Linked DNA regions of Capsicum annuum: region 1 is linked to region 2. A link is a contact called in public Hi-C data. All regions are on one chromosome and are shown on one strand. The core of a region is the stretch at or near the end of the contact, and the rest is flanking DNA. Distances in the headings are between cores, read along the strand shown. Region 1 holds the start of LOC107862861 (poly(A) polymerase I). Region 2 holds the start of LOC107862863 (V-type proton ATPase subunit C).

Evidence for each region. A called contact is a pair of places that touch in the nucleus more often than the background predicts.
Region 1: a Hi-C map of leaf shows a contact between it and region 2, with 4 times the contacts expected there. The contact joins the promoter of LOC107862861 here to the promoter of LOC107862863 in region 2. A contact is called at or near these places in 2 of 5 Hi-C or Micro-C datasets (leaf and placenta).

What each region holds. Positions count from the first base shown.
Region 1 is chr3:238,276,904-238,279,862 of UCD10Xv1.1, forward strand. LOC107862861 (poly(A) polymerase I) reads left to right here and starts at 1,272. Exons shown (of 14, transcript XM_016708562.2): 1 at 1,272-1,429; 2 at 1,505-1,562; 3 at 1,642-1,743. The coding sequence starts at 1,361.
Region 2 is chr3:238,135,691-238,138,812 of UCD10Xv1.1, forward strand. LOC107862863 (V-type proton ATPase subunit C) reads left to right here and starts at 1,611. Exons shown (of 11, transcript XM_016708564.2): 1 at 1,611-1,835; 2 at 1,967-2,035; 3 at 2,768-2,895; 4 at 2,969-3,068. The coding sequence starts at 1,716.

The sequences.
Region 1 (2,959 bases), core at 22-2,521, 140 kb after region 2:
TAATAAAATTAAAAAAAAAGTCAAAAATAATAATTAATTGTATAATTAAGTCAACTATTATGCCTACAGCCTACTAAGTAACATGCATTACTTTAAAAAAAACTTGAAAAGTTATGCTGCCAACAAAGGTCGACCTTTGGGCCACTAAAAATGCGCCTCTACCACTTGCACTAGATATCACTTTGGTATTGTGAGTGACAGGTTTATTATTTGAATATATCAGTGTGTATATATATACCTATATAGAGAGAGAGTTTCCGTCAAAATTTGCAGGTAACGTGACATCCTCACGGGCCCTAATAGATCCGCCCCTATATATATGTATACAAGTTTGTTATGTGTTGGTACACATATATACGTATGTATATGTATTTGTTATGTGTTTGTTCATACACACACACATTTATGCATATACAAATATGTATGACTGTTTCTATATACATATTTTATTTTTTATATGTTGTGTATTACAAATTAGAATGGGTATCAACGCATTCATGATACTCAGGTTTATTTTGACACACAATCTTCAATATTTGAATTTTAATATTCAATAACAATGAGAGATGTTAGAGAGGATAAAAGAGGGGTAAAATTTACACGCACCCGGTGTATACACCAAACTAGTTTTCTTTATCACGATTAAGTAAATTATTTGTTAATTTATCATGGTTAAGTTAACATGAACTCTAAATTCAAACATGTGTCATACATGTATTGGCTTGGTGTATACATCGGGAGGGAGTGAATCACTCCCTTTTCCTTTTTTAATCTCTAAATGTAACTGAAATAGAAACAAAATCTATTAGTCAATATTTATATCTTAGGATCTTAAATTCATTTAATCACTAACTGAAATTCATAAAATGAAATTATTGAAAGGGTAAAATTCAGAAATAGCATACTTATCCCCTTAATTATGAGTTTCATAGCAATAGTTTCATAATTACATAATATAGCAAGTTGTATTTTGTATTTTTGCAAACTGTTGCTACAAAAATACAAATATATATGATTTTTACTGTCCTTATGATCGATATGTATTTTGTATTTTTGCAAATTGTTGCTACAAAAATACAAATACATATGCTACAAAATGTAATTTGATAAAAGTGTTGTTATTTTTTTATAATTTAATATTTAACTATACGTAAAGTTTTGCCTTTTTATAAGACTTCTTTTACGGTGGGACAAAAATCAAGAACAGCCCATTTTACTCGGCCTCGTTCTCGAAAAGCCCAACCATTTGTATTGGACTAAGCCCAACCCGAGTCCAAAATCATCACCTCTTCTACTCCAATCAAAAACCCTATCAAAACCCCCAGTGTACATTGTTGCAGGAAGCACACATCTCTTAACCATGGCCATTGCCACTGGTTTCGCATTCTCATATCGTCCGCATTTTCCCCTATCTTACCACATGCGAAAGGTGCCTCCTTTGTTCTTGCAATTACGCGTGAAGACATACACACATCCATATTTATTCCTACTTTTTTTTTTACAGGTATTTATTAGCTGTGCCGCAGCAATGGAAGCCATTGAAGATATCGAAAGTGGCAAAGGTTGGTGAATTTCTGCTTTTATTGAAGTTTCCGTCTTTGCGGAAGAAAAAAAAAGTGAATATTTTAGTGGGAATTACAGAACCAGCAGAATGGAAGAGGTTCAATTCTAAGGAACTAGGAATTAGCAGCTCGATGATTGCTAAACCTGCAAAAATTGTTCTTAATGGTCTCAGAAGTAAAGGTACTCTATTTCACAGTTGATTATAGTTTGCTGGTTTTATGTTTTAGTTATCTTTTGTTTTGGACTAGACTAATACTTCTTTTAGCAATGGAAATTAACTGCCTTGTTTGCTATTGGGTGAACACACTGAATGGGACTAGTCATGTTACTCTGCTTTGTCCTTTGCTGCCATCAACATGAACAAATTACGTACGCTAACTTCATCCTTGATAATATAGCTAATTTTTTTCATGATTACATGGCACCTATTTGATTAGCCAGCTGCCACCTTCATTGAACTTTTCTCTCCCATGTAATTGTATTGTGGTGAAGAGAGTTTAAGATTTGCCTTAGAGTTCCTTAAGGTGGTGGTATTTATTCCTTATTTAAGATTACGAATCAGCGGTCATGCTTCTTTTAAGAGAAATGCAATGTATCTTGGTCTGCCACTTATTCCATGGCTTCTTATAATGTTACTTTTTTAATAAGCTGCTTTAGGTGATATATGTGACGGGATCGATTTCCACCTTTATTAAACACTTCCCTGTACCTACTTTACTGTGTTATGAAATGGATCATCTAATTCTCAAAATAGAGAGAGAAAGAAATGTATCATCTAACCCATGCATCCCTTCGGTTGGGTCAATCAACTAATTGCTCCTGTGGTTGAAGTATCTGACCCCTTTTCATTGCCAAGGTTATTGATGAGAGATGCCTAAGTCCTAACTCTGCCGGAGTAGTGATACCAAACAGTCCAAACAAGCCTCAAAACAGTCCCCAAAAATGCAACAACAACACAAGACAACAAGAACACAGAACGGCTACAAAGAACTAACGATTTGCAAGAGATAAATGGATAGATAGTGAGACATAATGTACTACACGTTATAGGCACTAAGATGTATATTAAACATTAAAACACAAACAACATGAATACAAGACACCTACACTCTTACGGAGACCTCAAGGGAATTGGAGCTCCCAAGCAACCACCGTTTCTAAGCAAGCTAACAACACGAGGATTCCACCTTGCCACAAGGATTCCACCTTGCAAGACACTCTCAAAGAGTATTCAAAATATATCATCAAAGTTCTAATGGACAAAATGACCTAAAGGTTCTACTTATAAGTTAGGGCAACACTTATTACAAAATGACCAAAAGGCCCTTAATGAGCCCTTACAAAGGGGCGGCCTTGGACTTGGCTTATTGGACGGCTTTGGAGTGTTGGGACTTGT
Region 2 (3,122 bases), core at 361-2,860:
CCGGGAAATGGAGAGCATATCAATTTCTTCACAGATGCTTGGATAGCGCCTAATATGCCTCTTCGAAATCTGATCCATGGACCGCTTCTTCAATATGAACTTATATCTAAAGTGTCCCAGTATAGAGTAGCTAATGATTGGTCCTTCTCGCAGCTATCCTTCGACCTTCCTGATAGTATTATTTCTCTCATAAATGTTGTCCATTTTCCTTGCTACTACCCCTCAGCGGCAAATAAAATCAAATGAGAATTGACAGACTCCAAAAACTTTACTGTGAAGTCATGCTATAACGGTATCTTTTCCTCAATCCATCCCAACGCGGACAATTTCAACTTCTCTTGGACATGGAAGTTGGATATGCCACCTAAAATCAAGCATTTCCTTTGGCTCATTAATCATGATGGACTCCCAACAGCTTCTTATCTGCATCATATTCACTGTATCCCTACCCCTAATGGTAGACTTTATAACTTCACAATGGAAGAAATCATTGTCCACCTCTTCATTTACTGCGAATCCATTGAACCATTGTGGATTCAGTTAGGCATCATAGACCAAATTCGAAAACTCAGGCAGACGATGCCAGAGAACCAACATCCATTGTTGTGGCTCTTGCAACTACTTCATCTTAAGCCCTCACAACAAACAACGCAGTATATTCCTAGCAAAATACTGCTACTCTACTGCCTTTGGGCAATCTAGTTAGCGCGAAATAGATGTATTTTCTACAACACTCCTTTTGAAATCTCTGTTGATAATGTGATGCCATTAGCCACTGAATATTTTTTTTTTAGCGGGTAAACAACGAACAGTTAAGCAAACCATACCAGTGTACATCAAATGGAAGCCCCCTGCACTTTCTTTTGTTATGCTTAATACTGATGCAACCTTTCCTTCCAAGTTGGAAATGACTTCCATAGCGGGTTTCTTTCTAAACTCAAATGAGGATTGGTTACTAGGATTCACTAGTAGGATCTTTGTCCCAAGCCCTATGGAAGCTAAACTTCAGGCTTTACTTTTGGGTTTGAGCATTACAATTCAATATCGTTACATGGCATTGCAAATAAACGTAGAATGTGCTCAAATTGTTCATGTCATATCAAATGTATCGTCTGATGATTCACCTTTATTGTCTGATTGCAGGTACCTGATGCGTAGTTGGATGGCCCGTTACTGGAGCACGTGTACAGGGAACAAAATAAGTTGGCTCATGCACTGACACGGACGAATGTAGCTACTACTACGAAACTATTTTGGGAACCTCATGCATCCGTAGAGGATATTTTGATTGCCGACAAAAATGGAGGCTTGAGTTGTCGTACGGTCAGGATACACACGCCTGATCAACTTGTGTTTAATAATACTAATCGTAGTTATCAAGTTGTGAATACTAGGAATATGTATACTACTGCCGGTGCTTGTACAGTGGCTCGCCCATAGATAATCTCTCTGTAATACGTTAAGAACTTTTATATATATATATATATATATATTATGTTCTGTTTATCAAAAAAAAAAAACTAACTTAAGTAAAAAGAAAAAAAAAGGGGTGTTTGTGTAATTCTGAAACTAGGCGATGATGGTGCAATTCTATTAAGGCACGGACAGACACAAATCACTACATAACGTTCCGGGACGGACTTAAAAAAGTTCAACGACTCCAATTTTAATCTTTCCCTGCGCATCTAATCAAAGCAAAGAACAGTGGAAGAATAATGGCTTCGAGATATTGGGTGGTTTCTCTTCCTGTTCAGCAAAACTCATCTACCACTTCTCTTTGGAGTCGCCTTCAAGAATCCATATCCAGGCATTCATTCGACACTCCTCTTTACAGAGTAAGCTTGCTTCTCCCTAACATTTAATTTTTCAATGATCGTGGTGTCCAGGTTAGCTTCTGCTAACATATTATACCGATATCTGCCTGATTTTTTTGGATCATCTTCAATTTTTGTCGTTGAATTTGCAGTTTAATATCCCTAATCTCCGTGTCGGTACATTGGATTCGCTTTTAGCTCTCAGCGATGATCTTGTTAAGGTTAGTGTGTGTGTGTGTCTATCTCTACATTTCCTTATTTCAGTTGCGAAGCATTAGTAATGTGTGATCTATATTGGATTGTTACGATTTTCTCGTTTTTTAGTAGCTACTTAGCTGCAATTTTACAATTGGGGAAGGGGATAGGTAGAATTTGATTATTTTGGAATCGAGAAATAGTAGTGTGTGATCTATAATGGACTCTTGTCATTTTCTCCCTTTTTAAGTAGCTACTAACTGCAATTTTGCAATTGGGGAAGAGGATAGGCAAAAACTGTATTTAGGAATCGAGAAATTGTAATGTTTGATCTATAATGGATTGGTTATCGTTTTCTTCTTTTTTAGTAGCTACTAGCTGCAATTTTGTATTTTAGGAATCGATAAGTAGTAATGTGTGATCTATAATGGATTGTTGTCGTTTTCCTGTTTTTTGGTAGCTTCTAGCTGGAATTATGTAATTGGGGAAGGGGATAGGTAGAACTTGATTATCGAAGGGGAAAAACTGTATTTAGGAATGGATAAATTTTGTTATTTAATGCGGCGTTGATGCGAATCTGATGTGCAAATCTTGAGTTTTTTGTTGTAATGGATTGTTAACGTTTTCTTGTTTTTTAGCAATTTTTGCAATTGGGGAAGGGGATAGGTAGGGCAAAAGTTGTGTTTAGTAATTGAGAAATTTAGTTATTTAATGTGGAATTGGTGTGAATCTGATGTGGAAAGTTCGAATTTTTGCAGTCGAATACCTTCATTGAAGGGGTTTGCTCCAAGACACGACGTCAGATCGAGGAATTGGAGAGAGTTTCTGGTGTTCTCAGTACCTCTCTCACCGTAGATGGCGTTCCTGTTGACTCATACCTCACTAGGTAATCACCTAGTTTGACTGCTTTCGTCAAGTGAGAACTTTTTTCTGATAAGAAAATTTGATTTTGGTTGTAGGTTTGCATGGGATGAGGCGAAATATCCAACAATGTCACCTCTTAAGGAGATTGTGGATGGAATTCACAGCCAAGTTGCCAAGATTGAAGATGACCTTAAGGTATCTATTCGGTTGTTTTATATGAAGCAACTTTTTTTTAATCCAAGAGAAGTA